Linked DNA regions of Oryctolagus cuniculus: region 1 is linked to region 2. The links are chromatin contacts, called in public Micro-C maps. All regions are on one chromosome and are shown on one strand. Each heading gives the region's core, a stretch centred on a gene start, on an enhancer-like site or on the middle of the called end of the contact. The rest is flanking DNA. Distances are from core to core; before and after follow the strand shown.

Evidence for each region. A called contact is a pair of places that touch in the nucleus more often than the background predicts.
Region 1: a Micro-C map of ear pinna shows a contact between it and region 2, with 4 times the contacts expected there. The contact joins two enhancer-like sites. A contact is called at or near these places in 3 of 6 Hi-C or Micro-C datasets (ear pinna, skin fibroblasts and an unstated tissue).

What each region holds. Positions count from the first base shown.
Region 1 is chr4:85,449,892-85,457,546 of mOryCun1.1, forward strand. It overlaps LOC138849490 (a long non-coding RNA gene), which reads left to right. Exons shown (of 3, transcript XR_011388361.1): 2 at 602-754; 3 at 966-1,266. Among named protein-coding and RNA genes, the nearest start is that of HES1, 130 kb to the left of the region's middle. Within about 2 kb of position 4,765, at least 5 of the 8 cell types and tissues checked have an H3K27ac peak or open chromatin away from gene starts, as enhancers often do. A contact at or near this core is called in ear pinna, where this site is marked.
Region 2 is chr4:85,191,736-85,198,838 of mOryCun1.1, forward strand. No RefSeq gene overlaps it. Among named protein-coding and RNA genes, the nearest start is that of CPN2, 79 kb to the left of the region's middle. Within about 2 kb of position 2,201, at least 5 of the 8 cell types and tissues checked have an H3K27ac peak or open chromatin away from gene starts, as enhancers often do. A contact at or near this core is called in ear pinna, where this site is marked.

The sequences.
Region 1 (7,655 bases), core at 3,515-6,014, 260 kb after region 2:
TGAAGGCTTAAGCCACTATGCCATCGTGCGGCCCCAGGTGTCATACTTTTCATCCACAGCAACAGGCACTGGAAGACAGGGCAATGGTGTGGACCAAAGTCTAGAGCCAGAGCCAGCAAAGTACCGCTTGCTGGTCAGGTGATGAAAATACTACCCAGGTGTTCCAACAGTACTGTGGGAAAACTCTCAAGCAAATAAAAATGATCCAAACAGATCAATCAAGCCAGGAGATGAAGGGGGTAGTTGGTGGTGAGCAAATGATATATCTCTTTCTATCTGTCTCTTTTTAAATGTTATTTATTTGAAAGAGAGGCAGAGACAAAGAGATCTTTCATCTACTGGTTCACTTCCTGAATAGCTAGGGCTGGACCAGGCCAAAACCAGGAGCCTGGAAGTCCCTCCTGGTCTCCCACATGGGTGCAGGGGCCCAAGTACTTGGGTCATCACCTTTTGCAGGTGCATTAGCAGGGAGCTACATGGGAAGTGGAGCAGATGAGACTCAAACCCAGCTGTGGTATGGGATGCTGGCATCGCAGGAGGTGGTTTAACCAGCTGCACCCCAATGCTGGCCTCTCTCTCTGTCTCTTTTATGCAATTGCAGCCAGAGCTTCAGCAGCACCCAAGGGGAGGGAGCCCTGCAGCTGGCGTCTGACGAGCTGGATCTTGCCTCTGCATCCCAGATACTGCGCACTTGCTGAATGGGAGGAACTGGCCCAGGGAGCAGCCTGGAGTGTGGCAGCTCCTTCAGCTTCAGGTCATTCCCGCGCGAGCTGTCAGCAGTGACACTCGGGGCACTGTCCCCAGCAACCTCCATGAGGTTTGGCATGGTGGTGCTTGTGTGAAATTGAGTACACATTCGCTGCCCTGGGCTGGGAATCGACTGGGGGCGGGGGCAGGGAAGCTCTAATGTGTCATTTTTTTGCTGATTTTCGTTGTGGCAATACCCTTATCATGGCTGATATCAGAGTACCAAGGAACACAAAGGTGAGAGAGGACGCACACAATGAAGCTGGCTCCGACACATGTGGTGCAGTGGCTCCAACACACCATGGTGCGGTGGTCCCCTGGTCTCTGAAGGGCTGCATTCCAAGACCCACAGTGGATGACAGAAATGGTGATTGGTGCTGAGCCCTCTTCCCTGCACATGCACGGTCACGATCAAGTTCACTTTATAAATTAGGCACAGAAAGAAATGAACAACTGTAACTAAGGAGACAAGGGAATTGTCACCATTGGTTGCTCTAATAAAAGGTCCTGAAAACTTAACGAATGTTTTATTTCTGGATTTCTCTATGTCATGTTTTCAGACCCCGGTTGGCTGCAGGTAACTGAAGCCATAGAACGCAGAGCTGCAGATACAAGGGGGGCAGTGTACAAGCATCAGGAACCTGATAGAGTTTTCTCTGCTTTTGCTCACTTCCTGTGTTTGGTTGCTTTTCCAGCTCCTGTCCCCAAGGTGCCCTGCCCTTCTCCCCTCAAATGCAGTAGGCGAGTATTCTGTGCAGGGGGGTTGCCAGAAGGAGTCTCCAACACTCATTCATCTTGAAGTCGGTGTGCCCATCCAATGAATACTGCTTGTCAGCCACGAGTGGTTGGGAGAACAGAACAGGTAGCACCCATCCAGGAAGAGGGGACTCTCGACACCAGGTCAGCTGGTGGCTACTTTGGCTTTGGGGGACACGTGGTGTCTGTTACAACTGCGAATGTCCCGCGGGCCACAGCTTGCTGATTCGTGTAGGACGCGGTACCAGTGTATCATGAACCTCTGCAGGGGTGTTGCTGCGGTGGTCCCCAAGGACCCAGCGCAGGAAATCCCTTCACTCCAGACCGTGACTCAGAGCAGGGACTCAGGCCCGCAAGGGTTTTGTGGTTCAGCCGGCCCTGTGCATGTAGCCTCACCCAGGAATGCCTGTTCGCTTCCTTTTATCCAGGGTTCAATCAAGTGAGAGAAAGCGAATCCCTGCATGAAACAAAAAAACACTTGAACCCCAGTCCTCCTGACCAAAGTCCTTTATGTGCTAGGATCCTGTTAATTTAGAATTGGGAAGGCATACCTGGGAAAGAGGCAGGCACGCCCTGTGGCAGGGTCTCTGATGAAAGGGGAGGTAGGTAGGTTAACAGAGCAGACCACGGCAAGCAGGTGTGGAAACAGCTAAATCAAACACTTCTACAGCAATTCCGCAAGTGAAGTATTTGACGGTTACGAAGAAATCTGCATGTTTTCCAAATCTGAGGAGAGTCTCTCTTCCCCCTGGGTCTCAATTTTCCATCTTTAAATGAGTAGCTTACGTTTCTCCGGCAGCCGTATGAATGCTCGTAGGTGGTATTAGTATCAAGTCTCAGATTTTCACTAAAAACATTAAGCACACCCTGCACCCCCCCCCCCCAACTATCCCTTCCCTTGCTTACTTCCCCCCTTGTAACTGCACAAGGTTGACTGTATGAGAGGTCGATTCTATTTGGGGTTCTGGTTGTCTTAGGGTGTGTGTGTGTGTGTGTGTGTGTGTCTTGATATTTTGGTGTTGGGAGCCTTATTGTCTAAGAGAAAGTTCTCACCAACTCTATAAGGCTTTGCTGATCAGCCCCTTTAAGATACCAGGATAAGCTCCCAGGGGCGGACGTTTGGTGCCACAAGCAAGCTGATGCTTAGGATGCCTGCATCCCATGTCGGAATGCCTGGTTCAAGTCCTGCCTCTGCTTCTGATTCCAGCTCCTGATAGGCAGCTTTGCTTATTTTAGCAGAAAAGGCAAGAGGTGGTCAGCACCCTGGGAGAAGCGTCATCACTTAGCCCTGCCCCACGGGGAGGGCACCGGAAGGCCACCCGGCAGCGGCCACACAGCAGCTCTGGCTTTTTCTCGAACGAGTTCTGCCATCAGGTGCGCCCCTGCCTTCCTTTCTGTTCATAACTCCCAGGTGTCAGGAATGGCCTGATTCATTAGACCGCACATGTTTTCTAGAAAGTCTGTACTTCGTTTATTTCCCCCAGGTAATATAGATTTCTAAATGCAGTGAAAGTATAGGACTTTGTTGTTGTTGTTGTTTTTGGAAGTCCACCCACAAGATGGTCAATGAGGATTCATCGCAGAAACTTTACTCCATCGTTTTAAAAAAATACACATCAACAAGTGCCTTGTGGTGAAAATTAAAATTATATTAATTTTACAGTGGAAACTTGATTAACTTCTTTGTTAAGCAATTTGCTCAAAGTCCACAGCTACTAAAAGAAACAGCCCTGAAGCTTGGCCCAGTTCTGCTGCTGCCAAAGGCACACTCCAGTCTCCACGACCTGGTTAGCCTACGTGTAGGTCTTAATTTCGTGGGACCAGAAAGAAAGCTCTAGTTAGAGTCTTTAACTGTGTGCGATTGGGAAGCCCATAGCAGCTGCTTCAGGCAGGTCCTTCAGGGCGCAGGGCTTGCAGTAGGAGAGGCTGGGACAGTCCACAAGCTGATGGATCAGATGGAGCCCTTGAAGGAGGCCAGAGGGACTGTTACCTGCCAAAAGGGGGCAGGGGAAATGGGACACTGGACACAGAGAGACAGGAAGATGGCAGTGAGACGCTGGACTGTTCTGGGGTAGTTGTCAGGGGCCGTGGGGCCTCCAGGGCTGCAGAGGTGGGAGAGCGGCCCCAAGTAGCGGGGGGTGAAGTGCAGGGAACTCTTCCAAGGTTTAGAAACAAGGGCCCGAGGGTCAGGAGCACGAGCCTCAGGCGTGGTTTCCTGCACTAACCCCTGTCACAGGTGTGGGGTGACTTCATCCTGGTCATTGGGTTTCCCATCCTAAGTACAAAAGGTGCTCTCTAGAGCGGGGCTGAAGGCGAGGGGCTGCAGAGTCTCTATCCCTATCTTTTTGGGTCATGATTGACAGCGCAGGTACCAATGGCATGTCACACACGTATGGAAGACTAAAGTGCAGTTCCATGGGGCGGTGCTGCCCCGTAGGACACACGTAGTGCACTCAGATACTTGCTATTCTGTTCACGTTAGCAGAAGTGCTGCTGCTGCTCACGAAACTGATTTCTTAGTCTACTAGTGGGGCATGCCTGGTGCAGTGGAAAAAAAAAATCATCACTGCTCGAGTCATAGCATGAGTCAGCAGGACAGAAGGCCCCCTGGGGTCGCCCTCTGGGCCCTTGGTAGCCACAGGCAAAGGCATGGGAGCTGCACACAGAATTTTTTCCACCGTGAAGAGATAAAAATAGGTATCTTAATTCTGGTTCACCTTTGTCCTTTTAGCCTGCAGATAACTTCCACTGTCGCGGTGGTGGCTGGCCTGGATTGGAAGCCTGCTTGCTTGCAACAAGTGCAGACGTTTCTGGAATAGCACTGGAAGCACAGTCCTGCTAACGCCTGAGATAGGGCGTCCTCCCTCGCCGGCTGCCCAGGAGCCGGTGCCGCACACACGAAGGGAACCAGGCTGCTCCTCCTGGGGCCTTGGCTGCTTCCCCTGTGACTGAATTGGAAGAGGAACTGTTTGCCTTTGGCCGTACATCCTGAATCATAATCAGGATGCCGCTGGCACAAGAGAGCCTGCTCCCACCCTCGCCTGAAAGAACTGCCCAGGGAGGGGAGTTCCTGCCCTCGGCAGCCCCAGAGAAGGAGGCCCGTGGTTTATTGTGTGCTGGCACGGCATCAGAAGTCAGCTCAGTCACTTACAGTAAAACCAAGGAGGGCAGAACAATGCATTCAGAATGAGGTTCAAACACCTCATTAAAAGGAACAGATTGTTCAGTTCATGCCAGGATCACAAGGCTTACGTATTTGTTAGCCAGAGTCCGGTGGCCTTCGGAGATGCTTTCCTGGCTGTGGAATATGAAAAAGATACACAGCCACACCCGTAGGCCTTTCCGTTCTCCAGTTCAACAGATGCGCTTTGCTCCAGCCACGTATCGGGGACTGTGTGATTAGGGCACGTTGGTTTTCGAGGATAGCGCTAAGAAATTACCACGAATTGGTGGGTTGAAACAACAGGAATGTATTCCCCTCCCAGCTTCAGCCATCTGAACTCTGACATCAGGGTGCTGGGCGGGGCTGCACGCCATGCCAAGGCTCCAAGAGACTCCTTCCTGGTCCCCTCTGGTTCCAGGCATCCTTTGGCTACGACTGCGTCTCTCCAGCCTTCGCCTCCTCTCTGATGTTCTCCTTTGTGTGTCTTCTGCCGTGGGATTTAGTAACCCAGAATAACCTGATCCTCAGGTTGATAGCATCTGGAGATCCGCCACTTAATCACATATGTAAAGACCATTTCCCCCCACCCCAGATAGGTCACATTCACATGTACGGGAGGTTAGGTCTTGGACATACCTTTTTCCAGACCATCGTTCAACCCGTCCACTCAGTCAAGGATACAAAGTTGAAAAGGCCAGGGCTGAGGTTCTCAGGAAGTTCAGTGTTGTGGGGCAGAGGAGTAGATAAACAACAGTGTCAAAAGAATGTTCCCGGCAGAGCTCTGTTCCAAGGGCCAGGGGATCTTCAAAGAGTTTGTGCTGGGAGTTGATGTGGGGACGGTGGTGGGAAAGACACAGTGCCTTTCCTCACCTTTGAACTCTATAATTCCTTGGCATCTAGAAATCATTCCAGAAAGTTGAAAACACGGGTAGGGTCTGAGGACAGGGCCTGAATACCGGTCCAGCCAGGTGCGTGGGGTCTGGCAGAGTTCCGCCGAGTCTGTTGGTTGTCTTGAGGTTTGAGGGAATTGGCAGAGAAATGAAAGATGGCTGGGTCATAAATTGTAAGATTTGTGATGGATTTATCGCTCGAGGTGAGAGTTGGATGCTGTTCAGTGGGTCATTGGCTTTCTCTGTGGTAGAAGCAGCAGAGCAGCCGTTTGTGTCATCCTCACAGAGTCCAGTGGGGCGTGTCTGCGGCCCCAGGTCACAGCACCGGTACCCCGGCAGGGACACCGTGGGCCACAGCGGCTGCCACACACATGTCTCATTTGCTCCGAGGCCTTGAGTCAGTGGTCTGTCTTGGCCCTTGGTGTGGTTGGAGAAGGCAGCTGCTGCTCCAAGACAGAAGAGAGACGAGACAGAAAAGCTTTGCTCAATTCTCTCTCTGAAACAACATTTGTGCAAATTTTGCAGAACATAATTTGTAGGGCTTAACACTCTTCTGGGACTTCACCTTCCTCATGAATGTTTATTCAGTTTAAAATGCCTTGATAATAGATGTTATCGAAATATTGTTAACAGGGTGTAACTTGCTTGTTGTAATAAAGAATGTCTATTTTTAGGAGTACATGCTGAAGTATTTATGGATGATATTATGATGTCTGCTGTTTTCAAGTGTTTTAGCAATAGACACTAAGAGGAACCCAATATTATGAAAATATTAAGAAGAATTGCTAAGTCTAAGTGGAAGTTGTATGGATGCTCATTGCTTGGTTCTCTCAATTTTTCTCTATGCGTGAAATTATTCATAATAATAATAATAATAATAAAACTCAGAGGAGGCAAATTTTTGAAGCAAAATTTCTTGACCTGTGTTTCATAGGCTCCAGGGGAGAGGAGTGAATGGGTTTCAGGGACCAGGAAGCTTCTAAACTTCTATGTGAGCTTTTATGGGGTATGTGTTCCTTTCCTTCTTGGGGTGAAAAGTTTATTATTTGTAGCTCTCTTATGATTGCTAAAGGTGTTATTAACCCCCTTGTGCAAGCTTAAACACAACTGCTTGAAACTAGAGACGTATTTGCATGTATTATACTTCCGTTAGTGGATACAGACAGACAAGCAGGGTCTGTGGCTGATGCCTCACTAGTACTTTGTTGCAAAATTCAAGTTAGATTACAAATATAATGACATGCTTCTCTCCTTTTATGTTCATTGACTCACTTCTTGTTTTTTTGTAATTTGTCCTTTTCTTATTTTTGATGAATTCTTAGACTTTTTCACAGGTTTAAAATATTGCTTGCTAATATGATAAAAGCTATTTTCCCTGGCACTGTGATACCTTTCTAGATTATAAAAATAGCAGAGGCTTACTGTATGCAATTTATAAAATGCAGAACTGAATGAAGGATGAAATCAAATGACCATAAACATGCTCCAGAGGTGATCCCCCCTCACATTCTGTGGGCTTCGTGCCTTGGCTATGTGTGCACTCTGCATATGCATGTGCATCTAAGAAAAAAAAAAAAAGGAAGAAGAATGAATGAGCAGTTATATGTGATGCAAATAAAAACTTTTCAAACGTTTTTCCCTTTTATGCTTCATCAATATTTAGAAAGAAGCATTTGAACTGATGTCTCCAGTCTTTGTATTAAATATGATTGTTCAGGGGCCAGCATTGTGGCATAAAGGGTTAAGCCACCACCTGCAACGTCAACATCCCATATGGACATGAGTTTGAGTCCCGGCTGTTCTACTTCTGATCCAGCTGCCTGCTAATGCACCTGGGAAAGCAGCAGAAAGTGGCCCAAGTGCTTGGGCCCCTGCACCCATGTGGGAGACCCGGAAGAAGCTTCAAGCCCCTGGCTTTGGATCGGCCATTGCAGCCATTTGGGGAGTAAACCAGTGGGTGGAAGGTCTCTCTCTGTCTCTCTCCGTCTCTCCCTCTCTCTGTAACTGTGACTTTCAAATAAATAAAATAGGCCTTTAAAATACATATGGTTCGTCAAGTCAGCATTTACAGGTTCTAGAAAAGATGGGGGATGCTGCTG
Region 2 (7,103 bases), core at 951-3,450:
GTCCTGCTCAGAGCCCTGAGAGGCTGAGTCACAGGGTCTGACCCGTGGACGTGGGAAGCACTGATTCCGAATCAGCCTGGAAGCGTGCCCGAGCTGGCAGGGCCTGCACAGCTGAGTGGGGGCAGGGAAGACAGCCGGGGCTGGTCTGGGTCCCTTGGCTCCCACAGAGAGCCACGGGTTTTCTCCTTGTTTCCAAACACAGACCCTGTCCTCCCTTCTGCAGCCCCCTGGCCTGGCCTGCCTCCTCGTCCCTCCTTAAGGTGGTTGAGACAGAGCTGTTCATATATGCATCAGGTTACCCTCTCCGGGCTGGGTCTCAGCAAGCTCACACAGCCACAGGAATAGTGGGAGGCCCCCCAGGAAACAACCCATTCCAGAAGCCTCAGTGGCGGGGTGGGTGGGTGGGGGACAGTGCTGGTAAAGCCGGGAGAGGTGGATGCGCCACCAGCGGGGGAGTCACCCAGATTGTGCCAGTGCAGGGAGGTGCCTCCATTCCTAGGCTGCAGGTCAAAGGCAGGGGGTGCCGTTTCCAGCCCCTCCCCCACTCCCACCCCGTGAGACCTCGAGCCACAGGGAAGGTCTGGGCAGGAGTTGCAACCTGCAGAGATGCCACCAAATCAGGGGAGAGGTAGGGGATGGAGGTGCTGGTTTCTCCCCTCCTCCTTCCTACGGCTCCTGGCAGTGGGGGACTGGGACACTGGCATGTGCAGCTTGCGGGAGTAGCTCCCCGATGATAAGGAGAGAGCAGAGGAAGGGTGGAGCACTGATCCCAGGGCAAACAAGCAAATGCCGGGCTAATCTCCAGCCAGTCAGCCCTTGGGGGAAGACTGGCCTCCCTCCAGTGGGGCCATCTAGGGGCCCAGCCCTCGGAGAGTAAACTTGGCTCCAGAAATAGTTGCAAATCTCTTGCTGGTTGCTGCAATTCCTGGTGATGCCCCAACTCTGTCCCTGCCTGGAAGCCAGCGGCATGCAATTGTGTCTTTCCTGTACCTTTGTCAGAAGCTAGAGGAACCCAGGGCCAGGTTCTAGGTTAGACTACAGTATCAGGGCTCCAGACCTGCAGACTCGCAGGCACGCGTCTCCCGAGGAGGCCTGGAGGGTCATCTCAGCTCCCACTCTGAACTGATCTTGGAGATTGAGGCTCCTTATCTTTCGAAAAGGGACTCTGCATTTTGTGGGTAGGTTCTGTAAAGGGGACAAAGGGATGTCAGGGAGGCTGTCCCTGCAGATGCTCAGGGAGAAGGCGTGGGCCTGGAAACCTGTAGCGAGTTGCTCCTCCACTATCATAGCTCCCCTTGGGCTGGACACCTGTGACTCAGCGCATAACCACAGAAGCAGACAGCTGTTGGAGTCGGGAGCCGCCTGGTCCACACTCTCCCAGGAGCAGGAGTTCCTTTGCAAGGTGTTCAGACTGCCTCCCTCTTTACCGTCCCTTCCCTCCCCCTCTCTCTTCCTTCCACAAATGTGGGTGTTTCGGAGCACTTACTCTGTGCCAGGCCCTGGGCTGCCTGCTGGTCCTGCAGTAGTGATGGAGAGAGACACGGGCCTCACCCCCACGCAGGTTACAGTCCAGTACGAGAAAGTCTTTGCCAACAATCCCTGTTGAATGCCTCTATTGACAGGGTGCTCACTTCCTTCTGGGTGGTCCGTTTCGTGGGTCAGGTTTTTCTTATTGAAACCGCCTCCTGCCCCCGATCCTGCCTGTTCTGACCCCTAGAGCTCCGTAGAATAAGTCTAACCCCATTTCCTGTGTCTCCACCCGTGAAACATGGGAAAATAAACATGTTCTGCCCAGCCAATTGCTCTCCCTCTCCAGTTTCTACTTGCGAAAGGGAAGCTGGTTCTCAGAGAGGTCAGAGCCGGGGTGGGCTATAATCTGGGTGCCTGGGCTCTGTTCCAGGTGCACCTGGCGCAGAGGGGAGCTGTGCGCCGGAGCCTCATACAGGACACAGGCAAAGCGTTGCAGGTGGCCAGGGAGGTGGGCTTCGTGCAGCACAGGCCCTGCTGTCTGGGTGTGGGGTGGATGTGAGGCACGCTCTGGCCGCCTGCCCAGGACAAGCCTGAGCTCCGGGGTTTCTGGTCTGATTCACAGCTTCCTCTCTTCCCAAAGGAATCCCCTTTATAGCTCTTGCAAGCTGCCCCCAGCCTCCCCGTGAACGCCGACTGACAGCTGCGTGAAGTGCTGCCGCTGTGGCAGTGCTGCCGGGTGCCAGCTGGCCGTGCTCGGCGGCCCGGGCCTGGGAGCCACCTCGCGGGGCTGTCAGAGCAGAGCTGCAGGCCGCCCTTCCGTCAGCAGGAAGCCCAGCCGCAAACACTTGGACAGGAAGCCGGCGTGCTGGCCAGCTGAGCCAGCTCTGGTTTCTCCTGCGTCTGAGGGTTTGGCCCAGGGTAGAGGAAGGCGAGCCAGGTGCTGTGGACTGCACTGACAGGGCCGCCGCCTCCCCCTGGGGCTGAGGCTGTGGGATCACGGGTGTGAGCGGAAAAGCATCATCCAGGCTGGGGCGGAAGGAGGTGCTTCCTGAGGGAGGGGCGGGCAGCAGGGAGCACAGCACAGGGCTGGGCCCACAGGCGAGGGCAGGCCAGGACCCCTCCAGAGGATGCGTTTCTGGGTCCGGTCCTCCAGCACACACCCCGATTTCCCGACTCCGAGGCTGCCTCCACGGTGGGGAACACACTGCGGTCTCCTGGGGCGGCATGTCTGCAATGGTCCCCCCGCCTTGGGGGGGGGGAGGACTCTCACACGGCAGTGTGAGTGAATTCATACAGAATTGAGTGTGCTTGGCTATTTGACATCCAGGGCTGACATTGGCATTCGGCTGCTAAGTTCTATGCGCGATTATCTTCAAGGCACATGCATGTGCAATTGCAGTCAGCACCCTCTGGGATTATGAAGCACTTGAACTTTGCAGGAGAGTTTTCTTCTCTTGCCGTTGCTTTTCACAGTCTGATAGGCCAGCCAGAGGTGCCTGGTGGCAGGGGATCGGGAGATGAGTGGATTGCTCAAGGTCAAGATCAACACTGGTAGATCCCAGGCCTCCATGAGGACCTGTGCTGCTCTGGAGAGCGAGCTCAGTGGCTGCTTTCCCAGCATCTGGGCGTCTTCTAACTGACCGTGGACTGTGCTGCAGGCCCACCCGGGACCTAGGTGCTGGGCTGCAGTCAGTTGCTTAATGTTCCGTTTATTTGCCAAAGTCCGTGTTGTAAACCTCCACCTGGTGAGTCCTGCCTGTGCCCTCAGCCACTCCCCGTGGCATCCTCACATCTCTCGTCCTTCTAATAATCCGGGTATTGTTGTCGTTGCTGGCCTCTGTGGTTCTGACTGCAGATCAGCCGTCAGTGGTGGCTCCTTCCCATAGCGGGCTAGGCAGTCACTATGCTAAACTGTGTGGGACACATGGGCCACCCAGCTCTGCCATTGTGGTGCCAAAGCGGCCAGGAACAGTCAGTCAACAAGTAGACTTGGCTGTGTTCCAATAAAATTTTATTCATAGAAACAGCCAGGGGGCCCGAATCAGCACCAGGGCTATCGTTTGCTGACTGCTGCTTTAGAAATCTGATTTTTACTCAACTGCAAGTACTCTCCCTACCCCAGCACCGGGGTTTGGTTGGCTGTGTCTGTGTTTTGTGCTTAGTAGGAATTCAATGTTCATTCAAAGAATGAACAGAAGAATGTATGAGTTTGCAAGCGAGACCATTCTAGAACTCCTAGGTGTCTTTTTTTCTTTTTTTTTTAAGATTTATTTATTTATTTGGAAGGCAGAGTTACAGAGAGACAGAGGCAGAGAGAGAGAAAGAGAGAGGTCTTCCATCCGCTGGTTCACTCCCCAAATGGCTACAGTGGCCAGAGCTGCGTTGATCCGAAGCCAGGAGCCAGGAGCTTCTTGTGGATTTCCCACACGTGCAGGGGCCCAAGGACTTGGGTCATCTCCTACTGCTTTCCCAGGCCATAGCAGAGAGCTGGGTTGGAAGTTGAGTGGCCAGGACTCAAACTAGCACCCATATAGGATGCCGGCACTGCAGGTGGAAGCTTTACCCACTATGCCACAGCGCCGGCCCCTCCTAGGTGTCTTTTAAAAAGATTTATTTGATTTATTTGAAAGGTAGAGTGATAGAGAGAGATAGAGATCAGATCTTCCATCTGTTGGTTCATTGCCTAAATGGCCACAACAGCTGTGCTAGGTTGGGCAAAGCTGGGAGTCAAGAACTCCATCCAGATCTGCCATGTGGGGTGCAGGGGCTCAAGTACTTGGGTCACAATCTGCTGCTTTCCCAGGTGCATTAGGAGGGAGTTGGATCAGAAGTGGAGCAGCAGCCTGGATTCAAACTGGGTGCTCTGATCTTGGATACCAGCATTGCAAGTGGAGGCTTACCCTGCTGAGCCACCATGCGGCCCCAATGCTTTTTTTTTTTTTTTTTTTTTTGACAGGCAGAGTGGACAGTGAGAGAGAGACAGAGAGAAAGGTCTTCCTTTTGCCGTTGGTTCACCCTCCAATGGCCGCTGCGGCCGGCGTACCACGCTGATCCGATGGCAGGAGCCAGGTGCTTCTCCTGGTCTCCCATGGGGTGCAGGGCCCAAGCACTTGGGCCATCCTCCACTGCACTCCTGGGCCATAGCAGAGAGCTGGCCTGGAAGAGGGGCAACCGGGACAGAATCCGGCGCCCTGACTGGGACTAGAACCCGGTGTGCCGGCGCCGCAAGGCAGAGGATTAGCCTATTGAGCAGCGGCGCCGGCGGCCCCAATGTTTCAATTCTGTTGTCCATCTGGGCACGATGGAATGTGGTTCAGCATAGTCCCGCTGAAGAAGAATGCATAGGCCTGGCTTAAACCCATTCTATTATGGGTCTCCAGTAGTTACAGAAAATGTAAAGCGTGAAAAAATTATGCAAAATGTGTCTTTTAATTCCATTTTCACAGACTTTCTGAAGGCCCTTTTGTACGACATTGGAGTGGTGAAAACTTCAGCCTGTAACTGACTCTTACCCTCCTCTGTCCTAGTGCTCAGTCTGCCCATTTGAGAGGTGGGGTGATGTCTTGATGAAAGGCTGTTGTGGGACAAGCAGAGGAGGTATGGAAATTTGGGGGCCGGTGCTGTGCCCAGGAGGTGCTGAAGGTGCTGCCTACCTGGGAGGAAGCCGTGATGCGCAGGAGGGTCTCTGCGGCTGCAGTCGGGCGCTGGCATGGCCTCCTGCGACACGGGAGGGGAGACAGCCCCTGGCCTGGGAAGCCTGGCTCCTGAGATGCAATGAAGTCTTGCAGGAATCACCCCCGATGGCTTTCCGGGAAGGCATCCCAAGCTTAGTCTGCCTGTGACAAGCACCTCATCTCAGCCCTCCAGCCCCACACTGCTTTTCCTTCTCCATCCCCCAGGATCCTAAGCCAGAGACCTGAAGGCCTTCTGCCCCAGGCTTGCTCCCTGTGCCCCAGGGCCCGCTGCCACCCTCATAGCCACCATCCTCTCCTCTCCACGCCCTCGCCTGGCCAGGGGCTGCTTCCAGTGCCTGGCTTCACTACCAACTTCTCTGCTTTGCCGTGAGATTTCTGTTTCAAGATAGAAATCTGCTCCTCTCCTGCCCAGCCTCCGGGCTCATCAGTGGCACCTAATTCCTAATGGGCCGATGTCTGCTTCCTTAGCCAGAGCCTACCCACCAGGCTCCACTGGCCTTTCTAGTTCTATCCCTTAGCACCAACAAGGGAACCCACTACAGACATTCTCCTCTCTTGCATTTGTATGCTATCACCTTCCTCCCCCTCCCAGGATTTCCATTCTCTTCAAGGTATCACAGATCGGTTGTTAAATAATGTAGCACCAGAGCCATTAAATAGTTTTTTTTTTTTTTTTAAGATTTATTTTGAAAGTCGGAGTTAGAGAGAGAGAAAGAGAGAGGGACACACACACACATGCACGCACACACATTCCATACACTGGTTCACTCCCCAAATGGCTGCAACAGCCAGGACTGGGCTGTACAGAGCCAGGAGCCAGGAGCTTCTTTTGGGTCTCCCACGTGGATCGCGGGTCACCTGCTGCTGCTTTCCCAGGCACATTAGCAGAGAGCTGGATTGGAAGTGCAGCAGCCAGGATTGGAATCAGCGCCCACATGGGATGTGAGTCTAGGCCATAATGCTGGTCCCTAAATCGTTTTTAAAGGTGTAGCACTCAGTTCTGGTTTCAAATTTAGCACAGATAAAATCTATACCAATATACACTAAAAACATTTCTTTTCACAACTAAAAGGGAAGTTGGTATCAGACATGATATGGGACACCTGCATCCCATCTCAGAGTACCTGACATCAGGTCCCACTGCTCCACTTTTGATTGAGTTTTCTGCTAGCATAGATGACGACTTATGTACTTGAGTACCTGGTACCTGCGTGGGAGACCTGGATGGAATTCTGGGCTCCTGGCTTCGGCCTGGTCTGGCCCTGTGTGTTGCAGGCATTTGGAGAGTGAACCAGCAGACGAAAGATCTCTCTTCCTGTCTCTCCCATCCTCTTCATGTTACTCTGCCTTTCAAATAAATAATCAATCTTTAAGAAGCTACCGAAGCCCCGTGGTGTGTCACAGCCAGACAGCCACGCTTAGTGCTGGTGGGTGAGCACTATCCAAGCACGCATGGGGCCCCAGTCCAGAAGGGTACTGTGTGATGATGTCGCTCCTCCAGATGTCCCCTGGTGTCCAAGAACGGAGGGCTCCGAGGGGCAGCAGGACCTCCAGGAGAGCCTGACAGCAGCTGGCAAGTCAGGCTGTGGCCGCCTGGGAAACCACCGGGCTCCACACCCGATTCTCCGCCCCCTCTAACAGTGCAAGCCCCAGCCAGGGGGTCTGGAAGGGAGCACAGGGCTCTGGGCTTCAGGAACTGGAAGGCTAAGAAATCAGGGTGGTGCCTCCCGCTGACAGGCAAAGGTAGCTCTCAGGGTCCTCAGAAAGGGGCCCCAGTGCCAACGGCCCGGGCTGGCCCTCTGTGGTCCACCCTCTGCCTCTGTCCACCCCGCCCCCGCCCCTTGCAGTCTCTCTTGGTCCCCAGCACAAGGTGCAGCCCGCAGTGTGGCTGGGCTCTCACCTCACCTGTTTGCTCACCTGAGCTAACTAGTTGCTGTC